Regions from separate parts of the Mus musculus genome. Here region 2 is linked to region 1. Evidence: chromatin contacts called from public promoter capture Hi-C data. All regions are on one chromosome and are shown on one strand. The core of a region is the stretch at or near the end of the contact, and the rest is flanking DNA. Distances in the headings are between cores, read along the strand shown. Region 1 has its middle 7.7 kb from the start of Wnt16. Region 2 has its middle 100 kb from the start of Gm38773.

Region 1 (3,857 bases), core at 466-2,965:
CAGCCCTAGAGTTAATAGAGTTCACCTTAAAATCGGCCTCAAGGGTGACTCTTTTCTCTGAGTATGTGTAGCTAGCATGCAGTGGTTTTAGAATGGGGGAGGAAACAGCAAACTGTGCAAACAAGAAGGGTCGTTTTTACCTAGAGTCCAGGTAAGTAGAAGACACAAAACTGAACTATATACAGAGACCATGTATCTAAGTATTCCTTTAAATTTTTTTTTCTGAACTTTATACCAGTGAACACAGTATTCCTTACAAAGGAAAAAAAAAACCTAACAAATTGCTTCGCCTAGAAGCATTTTATTAAAGTAGTACAAGCAGAAATTTTGAGGTAGTTCATTTAGTCTTGACCACATTCATCTTAGTCCAACTGGGAGTCTGTGTAATTACACTTAATGCTGTGATGGCATAAATGTCATTTAGTCAACAAATTGCCGGTCAAGAGCCAGCTAACACTGATGCTGCACACATGTGTGAAGGGCTCCTCCTCACGGTGTTTCACCTCCCATACTAAACCCTCATGTGGTTCTGGCAAGCAAATGAATACAGAGTTTCTTGAACCTGGCCAATAGACTAATGACATTTGGTGTTTACTCAGGCCCCAGTCTTTACAGGAGGCGAATCACCTAGAAACCTGACCTTGATGCTTTTATCTTCTTGACTGGAACCATTCTTATTTTTAAATCTTTCTTAATGTCAGTTTGAAGCCCTCTGATTCATTCAGGGTTTTATCAGTAGCCCTTATTTCTGATTAAAATCACCCCGTCTCTATTCTCTGTATTCATCCTGAATTAATTTTTTTCTTTGGCATAAAAATATGCTTCCATATTTATATTCAATTTCTTGGGACACTCTGCCACTAAAATTAGAATTTTTCCTTCTCATTCAATCACTTTCCCACTCAACCAGTTTCTAGATCATAGCACTTTAGGGGACATCCATCTTTATATCCCTTTCTGAGGTCACAACACTTTAGGAGATGGCCATCTTTATACTCCTTTCTGCCCAATGTTGACATCTCTGGAGATCTCTAGCACAACATTTTTCTCCAAACTTGCTATCCTTTCACAGTGATCCAGTGTGCCCCGATAGATATCAGTCATCAGTTATATTATGTGTCTTTAAGTCATAGACTATGAGGAAGTGTTTGCATCTTCCATTGTCTACCACAGGGCCAAACACACAGTATCACTCAGTAATGGCTGAGTGGTATGGTTTTTAACAGACAAGGAGGCTTTTTATAAGAATGGTAGCTGCAGGAAGCAATAACTTCAGAGTCACCAGCATTGGCAACGATGTACAGGTCCTTCACTTTTCAATAGGAAATTAGCTGTGACCTGCCCAAGTTCCAAGGGGATTTCTACCTGGCTTTAACCAGAGATGTCACATCTTTTGTTTCTTCTAGTGTTAAAATCAGTAAGTAAACTGAGATTGTTAAGTCATTATGGTAAGTCTGCAGCCATGTCATGTGCTTACCTACCAGGAAAACATTTTGAGCTATGCTAATAATTCTTACCAGAGTTTTCCCTGGAGAAAGCTCTGATTCGAGTGGGCAAATGCACAGAGCCAGGAGATTTATGAGGGCTCGGAGACAAAAAAACACAAGTGCTCAGTAGGTGTGAGGTATGTTCCAACTGCAGCCTCCCACCTTCTGTTAATGATTATGGGAAGGGAGGCATCAATACAAAAACAGGCAACTCGAGGCCTCTCAAGTTCACAATCCGATGAAGTCTTCTGGTGCCAGACCAACTGTTTGGGGTTGTCACATGGTTTAGTGGAGCAGCCTCCAAAACGGGCTGCAAAACCACAATTTTGATATCCTGGGCCAGATGCCAGAACAGAATCGGAATCCAGCCGACTGAATCAGAGATTGCAGTTGCTATTTCAGCAAGAGCGCATTGTCCGAACCCCCCGGGGCTCGCTCGTGAAACCAGCAGCAGGCCAATACGGTGGACTCAGTTTTTTTTTAATGCTGTTGTGGGGAGTGAAGCAATATTTGCCTTATAGGCTAACTGAGTTAGGGCAGGCTTTAGTGGAAGGAGTTCCCTTTCAGGAACTGATTTGGCCCTCAGCGTGTCTTAATCTTACAGTAATTGTTGGCAGCACAGGGTGGGGTTCAGTGCTGGAATCTAACGTGTCATGCTCCACTCCCCTAGCCCTAGGGGTTCTGATGAAGAAAGCATGCATGCAGGGCACTGAACTGAGTAAATATCAGTGTTATGGAGAGAAAAAAAAAGCTGCTTAGTAGGGTGAGACCATGCAAAATTCATCCTCTGAAACTGGAGAGAGCATGGCCAATAGATAAAACAGAGCTGATCCAACATTCACACCAAACCTCAGGCTAAAGGACAAGCATAATATAATCTCTGACCAAGCACTTATTCAAGACCTGATACTGGAAAGAGGCATCGGGAAGTGGAGAGCTTGCTCCTTTTGAGGATACAGAGGGCTACGGAGAAGGAGGGTGGAATAGTTTCCTTTGGAGACTCACCAACCATGCTTCAGATGAGAAATCAGGTCAGATTTCTCACCATAGAAGGAAGAAAGGAGAGTCCAGACATTTCAAAGAGGCAGAGAGATGCTAATTGGTTCCGCAGTGTGTCGTAAAATTTATCGCAGGTCCTCAAAATAGCGAGGCAGGCCGGGAAAAGGTGGCTCATACCTTTAATCCTAGCACGTATGGGGCAAAGGCAGACTGATGTCTGTGAGTTCAAGGCCAGCTTGGTCTACAGAGTGAGTTTCAGGAAGCCAGGACTACACAAAGAATCTCTGTCTCGGAAAAAAAACAAAACAAAAACCAAACCAAATCAAACCAAACCAAACCAAACCAAACCAAACCAACTAACCAACCAAACAAAAGAAACTGTAGAGTGTCACCTAAGCTGAAGGTAACACAGCTGCAGTGCGCATGTTCTGGACTGTATTCAGAGAAAAGGGAAATTACACGATCAATCACCTGTAGAACATGTTATCTTGTTTTGTTTTCAGTCTTCTTTCTTAACATTAAAATGAACTCGTCATTCTTCATACCTTGCCATCTTAGGCAAGTGGCCCTGAAACATATGGAATAAGCTAACTTATAGGAGGTTGGAAAGCTGGATGAAATTAAAATTTAAAAATAATAATTAAAGAGAGCCTGTGAGGGCTTAGTGGGTAAAGGTGCTTGCTGTGCAAGCCTGGGGTCCTGAGTTTAATCCCACGGACAGGTAGGAGGAGAACTGACTCCAAAAAAGGGCCAACTGCACAAAGTTGTCCTCTCTACCTACACATATCCACAAACATGTGTGCACCCATGCAGACTCACATACATACAGCAATAGTTTTTTGAAAAATTGTCTTGTAATCTGTTACATTTGAGAAATACCATTGAAGTATGTAGACGAACATCAAAATACTAAAAGCAGTATTCTGACTCATTTACTAGTCACAACTACTTGTTAAGAGGTTATGTATTTTGCAGCTTTCATATAAAGCACATACTACATGTGTGTGATGGCTACATGCAAAGAGATCTGACACAGCTTTCAGGATGATTTAAGGCAGCCAGTAACATTGTGATAGAAGGTTACTTTTGGCAATTGCTTTCTTTAAGGTGTGTCCTCCTTGGAATTCAAAAATGAGCAAATAAAAGCATTTTTCCAGTCATAAATATATTTCACAGCTGGAGAAAGCAGAAGAGGGTAGGAAGGTTGGGCTCACACAGGACTGCTTTTCCTTCGGGTTTAGATGTTCTTAGTAACTTCATCAAGCCGAGGGGTTTTTGTGTGCCTACTTTTTAAATGTTTAAACAATACTATCTGACCAAAGACATATAATAGACTGGAGCCAGGGACACCTTGAATACAGAGATCTTCCT
Region 2 (3,939 bases), core at 38-2,537, 210 kb before region 1:
CATAGTTGACCTCAACAGGAGATCACTAAAAAGAAAAGAAAAAAGGGGGCCCAAGTGCCTGACCTAAAATTCCACTCACCCCACCCTGCTTTCCTCCACATTCATGGCATCTTTGGGAAAGAGCTTTGAGTGTACAATATTCGCCCGATTTTTGCGGTGGACCAGGCTAGGCTGATCCTCAGATCTCTTCCTCAGCTGTTTCCACAGCTTAGACCCTGCCTCATCTGACACTGGTTTTTGGCAGAGCCTGGTTCCACCAAAGAATTAGGGCATCTTATACTTCCACATCATTTTGTCTTCTTAAACAGTATGTATTCTCTAAATTGTAAGTAAATAGGTAGGTACCAGTATTTTCCTTTTACAGCTCTTTGAGAAAAGGTATTTACAACGTTAGAAACCAAAGGGGAAGTTTCTGATAGTCAGGGCCCCACACCCTCAGCCTTCCCTGCCTTTCACAGCCAACCTCCTGCTTCTTCTTTAGAATGGTGCCTTTGCACAATAAAAACACCACTTGCATAAAGCATCCAACCTTTTCCTTCCTAAGAAAGTCCCCTTTTCTAATTAAAATATGCAGTAGTCTTAAACACTTCATTACATCTTACAAATTTCAGAAACAGTCTCCTGCTTCAATTTTTGATATTAAATTCAATGTGAATTCTAGCCTCATGTTAACTTTAATTGGAAAAAAGTAGTGCAAAATGTACTTTAAAGGGAAGTCGTACCAGATTAATAAGAATTTCAAGATAAAAGCACGATTGAAATATTTGCTGAGAACCATATCCTTTCATTCAAATAAGGCTAAAGCCGTGTCAAGATTATGAGATTATTTTTTTTCTCAGTATCCCGGAGCAGAGCTAGCGAAGTCTGTGGAGGTGGTTATTCTACTCACCCCTGCAGAAAAATCCACAGAGCAGCCTCAGAAGCAAAAAGCCTTTGGGTCAAATACAGATGCTATTGCTTGTCTCAATCACTAGATGGCGCCATGAGAATCTAAAATAGCCAGTCCTGGCTCATGAGTCCTGAAACAGCTTTGTCAGCATTTCTTAAATTGCGAGCATTCCACTTTTAAAAGAAAAGGGGGGAAAATATTATTTGCTGAAAATTACTTTTAGCAGTTTTGTGGAAAAAAAAACTTTTCTCTAAATGTTTTCAACGACATAGGATTCCAGTAGTAACTGTACTTGTGTTTAAGTCTTGCCACTTTTTCGAAACTGCTTTCCTTCTCTAGTTAAGAACTGTCTACGATGATTAGTCAGCCCCGCAGTGTTCTGCCAAGCCGAAAATGCTGCATTATTGGGCCTTAAAAGCTCTTTCCCAAAGAGGCCATGAATGTGAAGGATACCAGGGAGGGGTGTGCAGAAGGGCTTAGAAGAAAGAAGAAGGAAAAAATGAAATGTTGTAATTAAAATACAATCTCGAAAACTAAGCAAACAAACAGAAAAGCTTTTTTCTACGTTGCATAAATTTCTGAAAAAATCGAAATAGCGGTCGATAGAAGGTGTCTTGCCTAAAGTCAGATACGCAAGCTACTTGTCCCACTGAGCCCAGTTTTTCAGCTTGTGTAACCCAGAGTCATCAAACTGTAATTTCTGTGATTTCACAGGTTAGGTTTGAAAACTATGGCCCCAGACAAAGCCGAGTCCTTATTTTGATGATTTTTGAGAAATAGCCTCAAATTTCCAGATTCGGGGTCGTCTCTTAAATAGATGAAATTTGTCAGTTTATGATTTCCACTTGATACAGAACAGATCTTAGGACATATTTTTCCGTCTGTTAAGTTATTAGCTAAAATGTCTCTGTAGCGGATGCTTCCCTTTGCGCAGAATCCTAAGGAGATGGGGCGGGGCGGGGCAGGCGTGGGATATTCAGCGGCTCTAGTTATTTCCTTTCCTGCAACTCTTCTACTCTATCAGCGTGATTAAGTATCTCCGACAGACCACAGTCGTGCACTAAATATGCGGTGCTTAAAATAGTAACATAATCATTTGTTTGGCAAATGAGGAGTGCAGCAAAGCAGCATAAACTGCTTTTTAAAGCTGAAAGTGTTCTACTTTCTAAATCCCTGAAGTGCAAATTATTTCCAAAGAATGTGCTACTGTCTGAGCGTCTTTCGCTGTCTCGTCTGGTCGTTTTCTACGTTTCTACGCTTCCTTTTCCTTGGGAAACGAAACAGAGGAAAGGAACCTCACCTTGTCTTCCACTCTTCACAAGACATGGGGATTTCTCTCCACACTGTCTGAGACAAAATGGACCAGACAGCAAAGATCTCTCTCTCTCTCTCTCTCTCTCTCTCTCTCTCTCTCTCTCTCTCTCTCTCTCTCTCTCTCACACACACACACACACACACACACACACACACACACACCACCTGTTGCCAGAAGAGTGTGTCTGCAGGTGGTTGGACATAAAGCTTTATAAGAAAGAGTAAACAAACTGTGGACCCCGGGGTACTACCATATTAATCTATCAGACAAGATGTGCCCAGTGGTACAGGAGAGGCATAACTACCCTGGGCTGAAACCAACTCCTTCCCGATTAGATCCGATGCCCTCTTCACAGAAGGGAATGCATACCTTATATGGTAGACTTACTTGGTCAAAAGCCTATGGTTAGAGAGATGGTAGACAGACCCTATCAGGGGGGGCCTACTAATGTTTTTCCTGAACAAATGTCATTAAAATGCCTTCTAAATATTTATGATGACACCCTTAGACTAGTGCAGCTTTCAGCCTTGGCCAGAGAAGCGCCTTTTGACAGTGGGACATGCACACATACAAGTAAATATATAAACGTCATTAAACATTTTTATATAACTGAAAAACAAAGGGGGAAATAATTGGATTGATTCTTATTATCAATTCTAGAATCAAGCAATAGCTTGCTCGGTCTATAAAGTAGTGTTAGTGTGAGATAAAACGGCAGGCTTGGCACTATTGGAAGAAAGAGGTAGGAAGAGAACCAGGAGAGTCAAAACTGGTTTTGTTGTCTCAGAGCACTTTCCTTATAAGACTGAAACTTCATCTGAGCAATGGTGGCACATCTTTAATCCCAGCACTCAAGAAGCTGGGGAAGGTGGATCTCTGTGAGTTCAAGGTCAGCCCAGTCTACAGAGTGTGTTCCGTACACACACACACACACACACACACACACAGAGAGTGAAAGAGGTAATATATACACACACATATATCTTCAATTTCCTTACTTAAAAGTATTTTATTACATATTACCTCTTTCACTCTGTGTGTGTGTGTGTGTGTGTGTGTGTGTGTGTGTGTGTGTGTGCATACACATCCACATGTCTCACAAACACCACAGGCCCAGCATACATGAGAATGTCAGAAGACAACCTGTGAGATCCATTTTCTCCTTCCAGTCTGTGAGCCCCAGGACTGGACAAGGGTGGGCGGAAACCTCCTTATGTACTGAGAGTTCTTTCCAACCTCAGCATGCTTATTGTGTTGATTCGGGTTCACTCAAACTCTAAGCTTAAAGGACTGGACACTTTCAATATGTTTTACTTTGATAGAGTACACTTAACAAACGTGACCATTCTGGCTTGCCCTCTTCTGAAAAGGCTTATATAGGAGGTGATTCAAAATAAAATAAAAATAAATAAATAAGAAATGCCTCTGTGAACTTTGTTAATGATTCTCCTGAGAGGTAGTGACGAGGGCCTATTGTGTGAGAGCTAAAGACCAGGCATCTTTAAATATGGTGGCTTAGGCTAGGCATGGTGGCACATGCCTATAGTCCCAAGAATCTTGAGTTCTATGGTAGCGTTTGTGGGGGCCTTCACATCAAAGGACTGAATTAACAAATCAAAATTGGACTCTGACGGTGTTCGGCCCTGTGGGTGCAAGCCTCAATGGATACTTTATCATGGAGGACGTCCAACTGAGCCTCTTACAGTTCAGTGGATGATCTTGAGGATGTTGCTGA

The links. Promoter capture Hi-C pulls out the DNA fragments that hold promoters and counts their contacts.
Region 2: a promoter capture Hi-C map of liver shows a contact between it and region 1, with 1.9 times the contacts expected there. The contact joins two enhancer-like sites. A contact is called at or near these places in 16 of 39 promoter capture datasets (the 3T3-L1 cell line, 3T3-L1-derived adipocytes, the HPC-7 cell line and 8 more), 1 of 15 datasets of contacts at CTCF or cohesin (pro-B cells), 6 of 484 Hi-C or Micro-C datasets (Th1 cells, embryonic fibroblasts, embryonic stem cells and 1 more), 7 of 115 datasets of contacts at active chromatin or transcription factors (bone marrow-derived macrophages, craniofacial prominence, embryonic stem cells and 1 more) and 5 of 9 other capture datasets (adipose tissue, embryonic stem cells, liver and 2 more).

The regions. Positions count from the first base shown.
Region 1 is chr6:22,278,574-22,282,430 of GRCm38.p6, reverse strand. No RefSeq gene overlaps it. Among named protein-coding and RNA genes, the nearest start is that of Wnt16, 7.7 kb to the left of the region's middle. Within about 2 kb of position 1,715, at least 85 of the 459 cell types and tissues checked have an H3K27ac peak or open chromatin away from gene starts, as enhancers often do. A contact at or near this core is called in bone marrow-derived macrophages and liver, where this site is marked.
Region 2 is chr6:22,491,154-22,495,092 of GRCm38.p6, reverse strand. No RefSeq gene overlaps it. Among named protein-coding and RNA genes, the nearest start is that of Gm38773, 100 kb to the right of the region's middle. Within about 2 kb of position 1,287, at least 37 of the 459 cell types and tissues checked have an H3K27ac peak or open chromatin away from gene starts, as enhancers often do. A contact at or near this core is called in bone marrow-derived macrophages and liver, where this site is marked.